Regions from separate parts of the Triticum aestivum genome. Here all the other regions are linked to region 1. Evidence: chromatin contacts called from public Hi-C and HiCAR-type data. All regions are on one chromosome and are shown on one strand. Each heading gives the region's core, a stretch centred on a gene start, on an enhancer-like site or on the middle of the called end of the contact. The rest is flanking DNA. Distances are from core to core; before and after follow the strand shown. Region 1 has its middle 32 kb from the start of LOC100125729. Region 2 holds the start of LOC123099005 (50S ribosomal protein L11, chloroplastic). Region 3 has its middle 16 kb from the start of LOC123099004.

Evidence for each region. Hi-C and Micro-C count contacts between places; a contact is called where the count stands out from the background. HiCAR-type assays count read pairs that join an accessible place to other places.
Region 2: a Hi-C map of leaf shows a contact between it and region 1, with 3 times the contacts expected there. The contact joins the promoter of LOC123099005 here to the enhancer-like site in region 1. A contact is called at or near these places in 2 of 5 Hi-C or Micro-C datasets (both in leaf).
Region 3: a contact with region 1 is called in a HiCAR-type map of leaf, with 6 times the contacts expected there. The contact joins two enhancer-like sites. A contact is called at or near these places in 3 of 5 Hi-C or Micro-C datasets (leaf and root) and 1 of 1 datasets of contacts at active chromatin or transcription factors (leaf).

What each region holds. Positions count from the first base shown.
Region 1 is chr4D:498,436,348-498,439,719 of IWGSC CS RefSeq v2.1, forward strand. No RefSeq gene overlaps it. Among protein-coding and RNA genes, the nearest start is that of LOC100125729, 32 kb to the left of the region's middle. Within about 2 kb of position 1,579, at least 5 of the 8 cell types and tissues checked have an H3K27ac peak or open chromatin away from gene starts, as enhancers often do. A contact at or near this core is called in leaf, where this site is marked.
Region 2 is chr4D:498,629,083-498,632,454 of IWGSC CS RefSeq v2.1, forward strand. It overlaps LOC123099005 (50S ribosomal protein L11, chloroplastic), which reads left to right and starts at 1,805. Exons shown (of 4, transcript XM_044521112.1): 1 at 1,805-2,115; 2 at 2,229-2,401; 3 at 2,519-2,582. The coding sequence starts at 1,926.
Region 3 is chr4D:498,574,948-498,578,319 of IWGSC CS RefSeq v2.1, forward strand. No RefSeq gene overlaps it. Among protein-coding and RNA genes, the nearest start is that of LOC123099004, 16 kb to the right of the region's middle. Within about 2 kb of position 1,599, at least 1 of the 8 cell types and tissues checked has an H3K27ac peak or open chromatin away from gene starts, as enhancers often do. A contact at or near this core is called in leaf, where this site is marked.

The sequences.
Region 1 (3,372 bases), core at 329-2,828:
TGTATCGAGCGCAAATTAGAGGTGTGGTATGTATATGAAGATTTCCCGCCCGATACACGTACTACACTTAGCCATGACACTTTGATCTAATCGATGTGACCTTTGTTTCCACAATACAATGGGCCTTTGTTGCCTATGGTGGTGTCGATTTTCTTTAGTTTCTTCACTCGCACTATTGCGTAAATAGACGGATTGTCAAATAAAACAAGGTAAGGATTCTTAGGTTGCGTTAGGATTTCTCATGATTTCTAGGAATTCAACTTCAGAAAAAGAAAGATCCCCTCCAATTTTTAATAATGTCAGGCTCTACGTCAGCTACGTACAGAAGACAACTACTGGCGACAAAGACCTCGAGGGTCAACCTTCTCTTAGCCTGACAAAATCTCGTCAGAGTAGAATATATCCTCGAGATCAGGGAGCATATTCCATCACAACGGACGTACGCACTCGATGTCACTACGGACGAGCGACATATACGCTGATGACGTGAGGCGATAACCAGTTGTGTCTCTGGTGATCTGGCGATGCAAGCCCGGACACTCTCTCCAGCGGTGAATGAAAGCGAACGAATGGAAGAATGCACTGTCGTTTGCACTGATTGACACGCAATCGTACGTACACCAGCATTATCTTTGCTCGACCAGTTAGCTTCTTACCACAAGTCAAGGAGAGAGAAGATACTATACTCGTTTCAAATCAAGATGCTCAATCAATTGAGCATCGTGGTGCATACAGAAACATGGCTTAAGTGATCTGTCAGGCTGTGTAGTTTAGTGTTGCTAGCATTTCAAAGTTTTACGTTTGTTTACTACATGTTGACTTGCGTCGTATGCAGCTTGTATATAGGGAATTAATATATGCAGCTCTTTTGTTGTTTATGTCCGTCCGGTGTTTGCTCGGAAATTTCTCAAACAGCGACGGTGATTTTTTTACTACAATCACCCCTAACATTTCGGAGTGGACCTTTAGATAAGATCATTGGATCAATCCATAAAAAAATAGATTTGGAAATTGTAATGGTATAATTCTGGGTTAGATTGACTACTCCAAAATTTCAGTCTACAGTTAGAGCAAAAAAAAAAAACTCAAATGTGAATAGTGTCACCTTTGACTGACTAGTATTTGGCACTATTTACAACTGATTTATACTTTTATTCTTGTAGTGTACGTCAAAATGAAAGCTATAATTTTTGGGGCTGTATATATAACACCGATGTATGTGGTTGGATCCTTTTTTAAATCGTTCAACATGTTTTATATGACGAAGAATGCAGTACGTTCTAAAATAAGTGATGTGGTTTTAGTACATGGAGTGCTTATTACTGGCCCATAATTTGTGGACTTTATTATTAAAAAAAACGTGATTGGTTTTTCTTTTTGAGGGTACAAACGTGATTGGTTGTGACAATGAAAGTCAGAGACCGCCACGAACGAAAGCAACCTGACGGTCAAGCGCGTCTACCTGACCTGTGGCGATCCTGGAGAGGATTGCTACGCCTCGCCCTCTCCTAGGCGCGTGCACGTCCCCATCGTTTTGACGTGTTCCCGCCCGGATGACGATTGACGAAGCCGCTGCACCCGTACGTACGTGGACGAGAGCGATACCACGACCGAGTCACGTCGATCCACCGGTGTGGGCAAGGACACGTACGCTACAAGCCGGGCGCGGTGCACTCACTCGCCAGCACGTGCGTGCTTTTTCTTTGAGAGGTCACGAGCACGTGCGTTCGTCCCTGCTTATCTAGTCCTTATGGTCGTGTACATCCAGGAACCAGTGAGCGACTTTAGCTAAGCTAGCTACTGGACGCGCATGCGTCGTCGCATAGTCACTCGCATGGGCCGGCCCCCAACTCGTGCCTATCCTCTACATGGGCACCGTGTAGCTCACAAGTATCTTCTATGGCCCATGAGCAGTGCTCACCGACCTCTTGACTTGACTTGGAGCTGTCTGTCACCGACCGAGTCAGTACTGATCGATCCTCCTCTGCCGGGTGCACCATGACCATGAGCCGTTGGAACCGCGTCACGTTTGCGAGCTAGGGCGGGCACGTGGAGCGGCACTGTTCCGGCAAGCATTGCGCGGTGCAGCTTGCTCGGCGCGTCAGCCGTGCGGCATGTGATCGATGTAGATGTATCATATCGTAGGTAGTACGTTTCGGTCGTCGGTTCCTTCCGTCCCCGTCGCGCGCATGGGCGGAACGCAAAGCAACACCACTCACCGGAGATCCAGTCCACTCCGCGGGGTACTCCGGCCGGAATTCCCGGAAGATCTTCTACTGGCGGTGCCGTCGGGGTCCGAGTGGAGTGTGACAGGGCGAGGCCACCCGGCGACTTTTCAAACGGCGGTGCGCCGGTGCCGCCCGGATTAATCAAACGGCGGTGCGCCGGTGCCCACGCCTTTGCCGACGACAACAAGGAGGAAAAGGGAAAGCTAGCACTAGATCGGACATGCTAAATCGCACGTTCCCTAATTCCGGTGACACTTTTTCGCTGCCGTGGTAACTTTGGAGTAGATGCTATAGGCCCATCCCGTCGTTGCCAAAAGGTGAAAAGAAAGAAGAAAGATCGAGTCTAACCCTGCCGCTTAGTTGTAGTTGCGTTCACTTTGCCGGCAAATAAAGTTGCTATATTCATGTCAAACGGAAAAGGTTACCGCATCGACTGATCCATGTAATGTGAAAGAAAAAAGGTGGCGGCATCCAAGATTTTTTTCGAAAAGTGCAGCACCCAAGATGACTGGAAAGTAGATTAGCGTGACCTGTCAAATTCATATCGCAAAAGAGATTCGTGGGAACCAACAAACTCCAAGTCTGAGGGTATCTCCGACGTGGGTCATCAAAATGTCTAGACCAGACGATTTGGATATTTTCAGGCCTTCAACGCTATTTATCAAATATCTAGGTCTAGAAGCCTGAAATTCCACTTACCGTCCCTAAACCATGGGTAACTTTTGGGGGAGTTAGACATTCTTCTGGCCCTGAATCATGTCTCTCCACAGCCCACGTCTCTCGCTCGGTTCGTCTGGGGCACTGTCGGTCATAGCTCATAGTCTAGACTTGAGGAACATGGTTGAATGGCCGGGCTGTCTACGGACACATCCAAACGTATCCGTGAATATTTGATAAGGTCCGTTTGGTGATCCACATTGGAGATGCCCTGAGCTCAACAAGGCAAAAACTACCACTGATACTAGCGACTCCAAAGTTCGCGAGGACGGTGCATCCAAGGACTTTATTTCAAATGATTCAAAAATTATCTTTCCAAGTTTAAAAAAATGTAAAAACTTATACATATTCCTGATGAATCAAAAATATTATGATTTGCAAGTTACAAAAAGAAATCCCGGCCGAATAACAGAAAATGGCCATTTTC
Region 2 (3,372 bases), core at 555-3,054, 190 kb after region 1:
AGATAATGGGCATTTAAATATGCATGTTGCATGTTGTGGCGAATCTTTTCCCACTGCATGCTGAAGTGGCATACTAGCATGTTGAGAGAAGAGGAAAAAAAGGTTTAGTGCAAGGAAAATTATCTGTTGGCACATTCGAGTTATATGAAGCTTTTACTTAATTGTACTTAAATATGGACTTTTTTTGGAAGGTCGAAGATATTTCATAGATTTTTTTCCAGTTATTATTCACGGATTTTTTTAAAGTTGTGTGAACATTTTATTTGACAAATGTGAGCATTTTATTTACACAAGTATACATTTTGCAAGGAGTGAGGAACATGTTTAGAAGATTTTAATTTGCATCAAGTACGTTTATTTGTTGATTTTGCTGCAGATTCTATTATTTTTTTGTTTCAACAGTTTATTTTAAAAATTGTTATTTTCATATAAGGATGGAACATAATTTTAAAAATTATTTACCCCAAAGTTTTTTTACATGTTGAACAATTTTATTGGTACTAATGTGAACATTTTGTTCGATACAAAGGGGCTTTCGTTTGACTCACACAAGCCTTTTCACATGTTTTACAAACTAGTTTGTCCTCATTGTCTATCACGTGGGTCTCCTGTTAAAGACGGGCCCACATGTGCGATGCTTTGGGTCACATGGACACATGTGTCTGCTTCGAGTGATTCTGAATCCTATTCTTTGCCTTTAGCGTAGGATAGGTGTGAAGAGTGATCTTGCTTATGGGCACGTACATGGGCATTTATGTACATGACCATTTTACATTTTTGTTCTGTAATAATACATAAACATGTCTTTTGAGAGATGTGAATGTTTTAAAAGTGCGTGGACATTTGCTATTGGAGCTATGAACATCTATGTTAAAATACATGAAAACTTTCTTTTCACAATAGGCACATCTTTTTATGTCAATATCAAATTATTTATGATGGCAGTTTTTAAATCTATAAACATAAAAATACATATTTTCATTTAAAAAAATTATGTGTTAATGGGCTTCTGCAGTAGCCGGTCCAGGTAGAAGCTTTGCGACGACTACTTCAGAAGCCCATTAACCTTATTCCTGTGTCCTGGCCTTTGCACCGACGGAAATATGGGCCTTCTCAGTGAGCATTTCCTATTTGGCGCCACAGGCGCCAGTTAACTGGCGCCTGTGGCGTCCGGAAATGGGCCGGCCCATCTAGGCGCCGGTTGATTTTTGTTTTTGAAAATTCTGTGAACTTTTCTAAATATCTATGAACTTTTTTAAATAAAGTCAACAGTTTTTTTCAGATTGATGATCTTTTTCGAATATCGATGAACTTTTTTGAAATTTGATGACATCTTTTTGAAAATGGATGAATTGTTTTTATTTATGATTTTTTAAGTTCAATGAACTTTTCCTAAAAATACATGAACTTATTTTGAATTTCTATGAACTTTTTTCAAATTTGATGAACTTTTTGAAAAATTAATGAACTTTTTATAAATTGGATGAACTTTTTTTCAATTTGAATGAACTTTTTTTCAAATTAATGAACTTTTTTCAAAATTGATGAACCTTTTTTAAAGATATGAATTTTTTTCTTTAAATCTGTAAACCTTTTTTGATTTCATATTTTTATTTTCGTAACAGAAAAACAAAAAAACTGGGGCAGCAAGCTAGTGGGCCGGCCCATGCTATCAGCGACCCTATTCCTCCGTCCCCGGCCTTCTGGCGTCAGTAGTGGGTTGTCCTACCGCTCAAAAAAATAAATAATAAACTGGGTCGTCATTGGCAAGATGAAAACCGTGTCCTCCCAGCGAAGACGAACTCACCTGTACAGCGCCTTCTCTAACCTTAGCCCAGCAGATAGCAGATTAGAAGAAGATAGGAGAGAAGAGCAGAGCAGAGCAGAACAGAGAGCAGCCGACTCCTCCCTCCCAGCGCACAGCCATGGCCACCACAACCTTATCCCTCCACGGGCTCCCGTCCCCGACCGCCAAGAAGCTCACCTCCTCCTTCCTCGGCGCCCCCTCCTCCTTCCTCCGCCCGGCGGCACTCGCGGCCGCGGCCACGCCCGCGCGGAGGGTGTTCGCCGTCAGGGCCATGGCGCCCCCCAAGCCCGGGGCCAAGCCCAAGAAAGGTCCGTGCCTGCGCTCGCCTCCACCTTCATCCCACCCGGCATGGTCTTGTGCGGCCCCCGTCTAGTGCTCCGGCTAAACTGCGCCCGATATGTGTGTGGTTAATGTTCTGCAGTGGTGGGCATCATAAAGCTGGCGCTGGAGGCGGGCAAAGCGACGCCGGCGCCGCCCGTCGGCCCCGCGCTCGGCGCCAAGGGTGTCAACATCATGGCCTTCTGCAAGGACTACAATGCCAAGACGGCCGACAAGCCCGGCTACATCATCCCCGTCGAGATCACCGTGTTCGATGTGAGCCTGCACTGCTGGTTAATCCCCCGAGTCTGAATGTTAAATGTGTGTGCAGAATGCATTGGTAATGTGGGTTGATTCTCATGATGCGTGTGCCATTGCCTTTGTGTTTTGCAGGATAAGAGCTTCACCTTTATCTTGAAGACACCCCCTGCATCAGTGCTGCTCCTCAAGGCTGCAGGTATGCACCCGGATGATTAGCATCAAATTGTACATAATTTGAGGTTCATGCACCATATTGAAGATATATGGCCATATGGGGTTAATTGGGCAAAAGGTAAATGCAGTAGCTAGATTGATTTGTTAGTGTCTGTGGGAGCCTAGCTTGTTCAAATTCTACTCCCTCCGTTCCCAAATATAAGTCTTTCTAGAGATTCCAACAAGTGACTACATACGGAGCAAAAAGAGTGAATCTACACTCTAATATATGTCTACGTACATCCGTATGTTGTAGTCCATTTGAAATGTCTAAAAAGACTTATATTTAGGAACCGAGGGAGTATAAGAATACTATGGTTGAGTTTAAAAAGTATGTGCAGACTGTAGAGGGACTGATTAATGATTCATTATGATATTATTAATAATTTTAATTGCAAATGCATATACCAAAATGTTGACCTACTGACAAGGAAAGTGGTCTGTGAGTTGCTATCTGCATACCAATTTTCCACACATGGGACAGACTGATCCTTTATCTGTATCTGATGAATTGCATATGGACCTCTACAAAACTAATACCTTGAGTTAACACTTACTACCTCTGTACCAAAATCTAAGACATTTTTGTGGACTAAAGTAGCCTACAAACGTCTTATATTTTGATATGGAGGGAGTCTTTGAATTGTTTGGGTACAATGCAATATGCATGACTCATTAATTTTTCTGTTCAGCTAACATTGGAGTTCGTACTGGGCTCCAAGTTCAGAGAGTATATAAGCTTCACTAAATTTGGTGTCCATTTCCTTTTCCCT
Region 3 (3,372 bases), core at 349-2,848, 140 kb after region 1:
GGCTACGGCGGCGCAACGACTATGGGGTTTCAGGTGGTGCGGGGTGGCGGTGGCGCCCTCCTTCTCCTGGATGTGTACCGTCGGTAGGTATAGATATAGGGTTCCTGCTCGGCCAGGCTAGATCTGGGCCCGGCGCGGATCGAAGCTTGTGCTTCGGGTAGGAGAGGTCGGGCTTGGCCCGTGGTGTGCCTGCGGGGTGGTGCTCGTGCTCTCCTCGCGGGCATGGTGGACGGTGGTGGTGGTCGAGTCTCCACTATGTTGTGAGGCAGATGAGTGCCGGTGACCATGGTTGAGGCGTCACGCGAGCGGGCTTGACGGCTGCCGTCGGTAGTCATGGGGTTGTGCCCCCCTCCCCCCGGTCTCCCGGGATTGGCTGGGAACGCAGGCGTGGACACCCCCTACTGTGGGGGCATCGGCACAGATCCCGTGGCCGATGCCAGGCTAGGAATGAAAGGAGACCCCGGCCCTTTCTTTCCTCCTTCCGTGGTTGGTGCTCCGTGATGTGGACGGATAGTGGTGGCTTGGACGTGGATGCTGGAGCGGCAGCTTCGGATGGCAGTCCGCATGGTTGGCTTTTCGGCAGGCACCATGTCGGTGATGATGGCTCCCTCCTTGGCCATGTGAGCGGCAGGAGGGTAGCGATGCGTGGTCAGGCGTTCTCCCTGTCTTTGGCAGTGGTGTCGCCCCGATCCAGACCTGAGACGCTAATCTTGCTGCGCCTGTCCTGAAGACCTTGTGTGGCATGTGGGAGCTGCCGAACGAAAACTCTGCGCTTTGTCGCCAACGATGGCGACGCTTGCGGGCCGCCGCTATCTACCTAAAGACGTCGTTGTGGTGCTCCTCTTCATGTCAGGGTTCCGGGTGAAGACCCTAGTCCCTTCTGGACTCAGCAGCGGCGACGCTTTGCACCGTTTTCCCTCCTAGTGGCGTTGTCGTGGAGCTTAGGTGTTTAGGGTTGTGTGTGGCGTTGTACTCGGTGCTCCCAATGCTTTCATTCGGTAGCGTAGTAGGTCTGCGTGATCCGGCCATCTTATGATCGGCATTGTATGAGAGCTACCTCACCATTTTGCATCGTTCGGCCGTATACTTTGTTCGATAATTGCTTTATATATACAGCGGGGCGAAAGCCTGTTTCGAGAGGGTGGGTGGCATGTATGAAGCAGGTGTGGTGTCAATTTTTTTTATCTAGGTGTGGCTCATGTGCGCGCACATCACTGGAAAGCAAAGAATCTAGCACATGTATGACGTGGAAGCGCCGTGGCTAACATGATACACGCACTACACCGTGAGAACGTAACGAATTTTAGGTTACAACCGAGGCAGCTGCGGACGTGGTTTCAGTTGCCCTCTTCCCAAACGAGCAGGCGTGCATCATTTCTTTTCCCGATCGAGTCGGTTGTTTCATAGTCCTGCAGTCGCCAACCCTGAGCGAAGACGACGGCGGAGGCCAAACTTCCATAAGCGCAAAGCCAAACGTTTTCGTTCGGAGCCGGTTGGCAGCACGTCTGATCGGCGAAGCAAGTACTTGTCATGTGCATACTCCAATGGGCGTTTGCTTTATGCTCAGTTTCCAGAGTATAGGCAGTTTCTGTGAACTAGTAGAGACCTGGAATCCCGGCCGGTCCCATCTTTCCGTGGACGTGGACAGTGCCGTCTTTGAAGCACTATACAAATCTGACCGTGGAGCAGTGTGGAGGACTTGGTCTAAGCAGCCACTTGCTTGGCTTAGGAGGAAGGTTCAGAGAGAGTGGTACTACGGTACAATTCAAAGTTTTCTCTTTATCCACAAGATACAATTCAAACTTTGAATAGCAGCCGCTTTGAAAGGAGGGAATCTCTTAGCCGGCGGCGTGTAGACCAAGTCAATACTGGACAGTGAAAAACGCACATAGTGAAGACGACCAGTGTCACAGTATTTCATAAGAATTTTTTTTTTGAACGAAGACTTTTTGTTTTGTTTTCAATAGCAGCCAGGTCTAGCGGGCGTGCGGATTGCGGGTTAGTCCGGTTGGTGTCCACGGTGTAGCTCTGGCTGACTGGATATATAGACCGTTGCAAGAAATAGAATTTTTCGTAAAACAAAACATTTCATAATTCGTTTTTGTCATTTACTAGCAACATAATCATATATTAGTATGCAAAACAAAGATCAAAAGATACACATTTTAGAAATGATTCGATATTTAAAATAATAGTATTGTGCAGTTAATGAAGGGGGTAAATCATTTACATCATTACAAGAGATAAACATGAGTGCTTAACACCTTTGACGCACTAAGGATAACCCCCTTGCATTTACGAGGATCATCCTTCTAGTTCGATTACAAGTTACTTTAATTTAACTATGTTTGGTTACATAGATCCTTTTACGACGGAGTGGTCACTATAACAATACAGTCTTTTGAAAAGAAACTCTCTCTCTCTCTCTCTCTCAAATGATGTGAATTAAAGAGACTCGGATTACCAATATGATGGCATTAGACCCTGGATCAGCAATGATGCCATGGGCCTTTTTTTAATAATGTGTTCAACTTGGTAATGGGAGCATTAGCAAGTTGATCGACTTCTCCTCCGAGGTCATTCGAAATATATGTGGCTTCTTTCAATCTTGAAATTTATTATGTTGAGTTGTTCTTCATGAAATCAACTCATGTAATTAGATGGTTAGAGGGAGGATGATACACTCAACCAATATGAGGTCAACTTCAAACCACCAGGGTTACCCAATATATGTCTGAACACGTTAGATGCCACTCTGTTTTGTCAATGACTTGAAATGCTCACTTTGTGTGCTGCATCTGACTAGCTTCCACATGGTACAAAACAAGAAAGAAAACAAACTGCCGTCCATGCCCAAGCGAAGAAAAAAATACAGGGATACACATTTTGTGTTTATAAGAATTTCCCCCAGAAAAAGAGGTAGTTTCCTTTCTAAAAAAAAGAAGGGACGTGGTAATTGTAAGTAGTCTTAAAAGAAATTTGGAGTCAAGTGACGACCCCCCCCCCCCCAATTGGATTGAAATCTCAAGGCTGGATTGCATCTTCTACCTCAGGTCATCTTTTGCCCTAGCTTCCTGCGGCCACCATTCTCTTGCCGTCCTCCAAGGCCATCCAGGCCACCTCCCACCGCCACCCGTGACCGATGGCACTACTGGCGTCCTCCTGGCACACCTCAAGCTGCCACCTCTGTAAGTCCACAACCCCCCCCCCCCCCCAATTGGATTGAAATCTCAAGGCTGGATTGCATCTTCTACCTCAGGTCATCTTTTGCCCTAGCTTCCTGCGGCCACCATTCTCTTGCCGTCCTCCGAGGCCATCCAGGCCACCTCCCACCGCCACCCGTGACCGATGGCACTACGGGCGTCCTCCTGG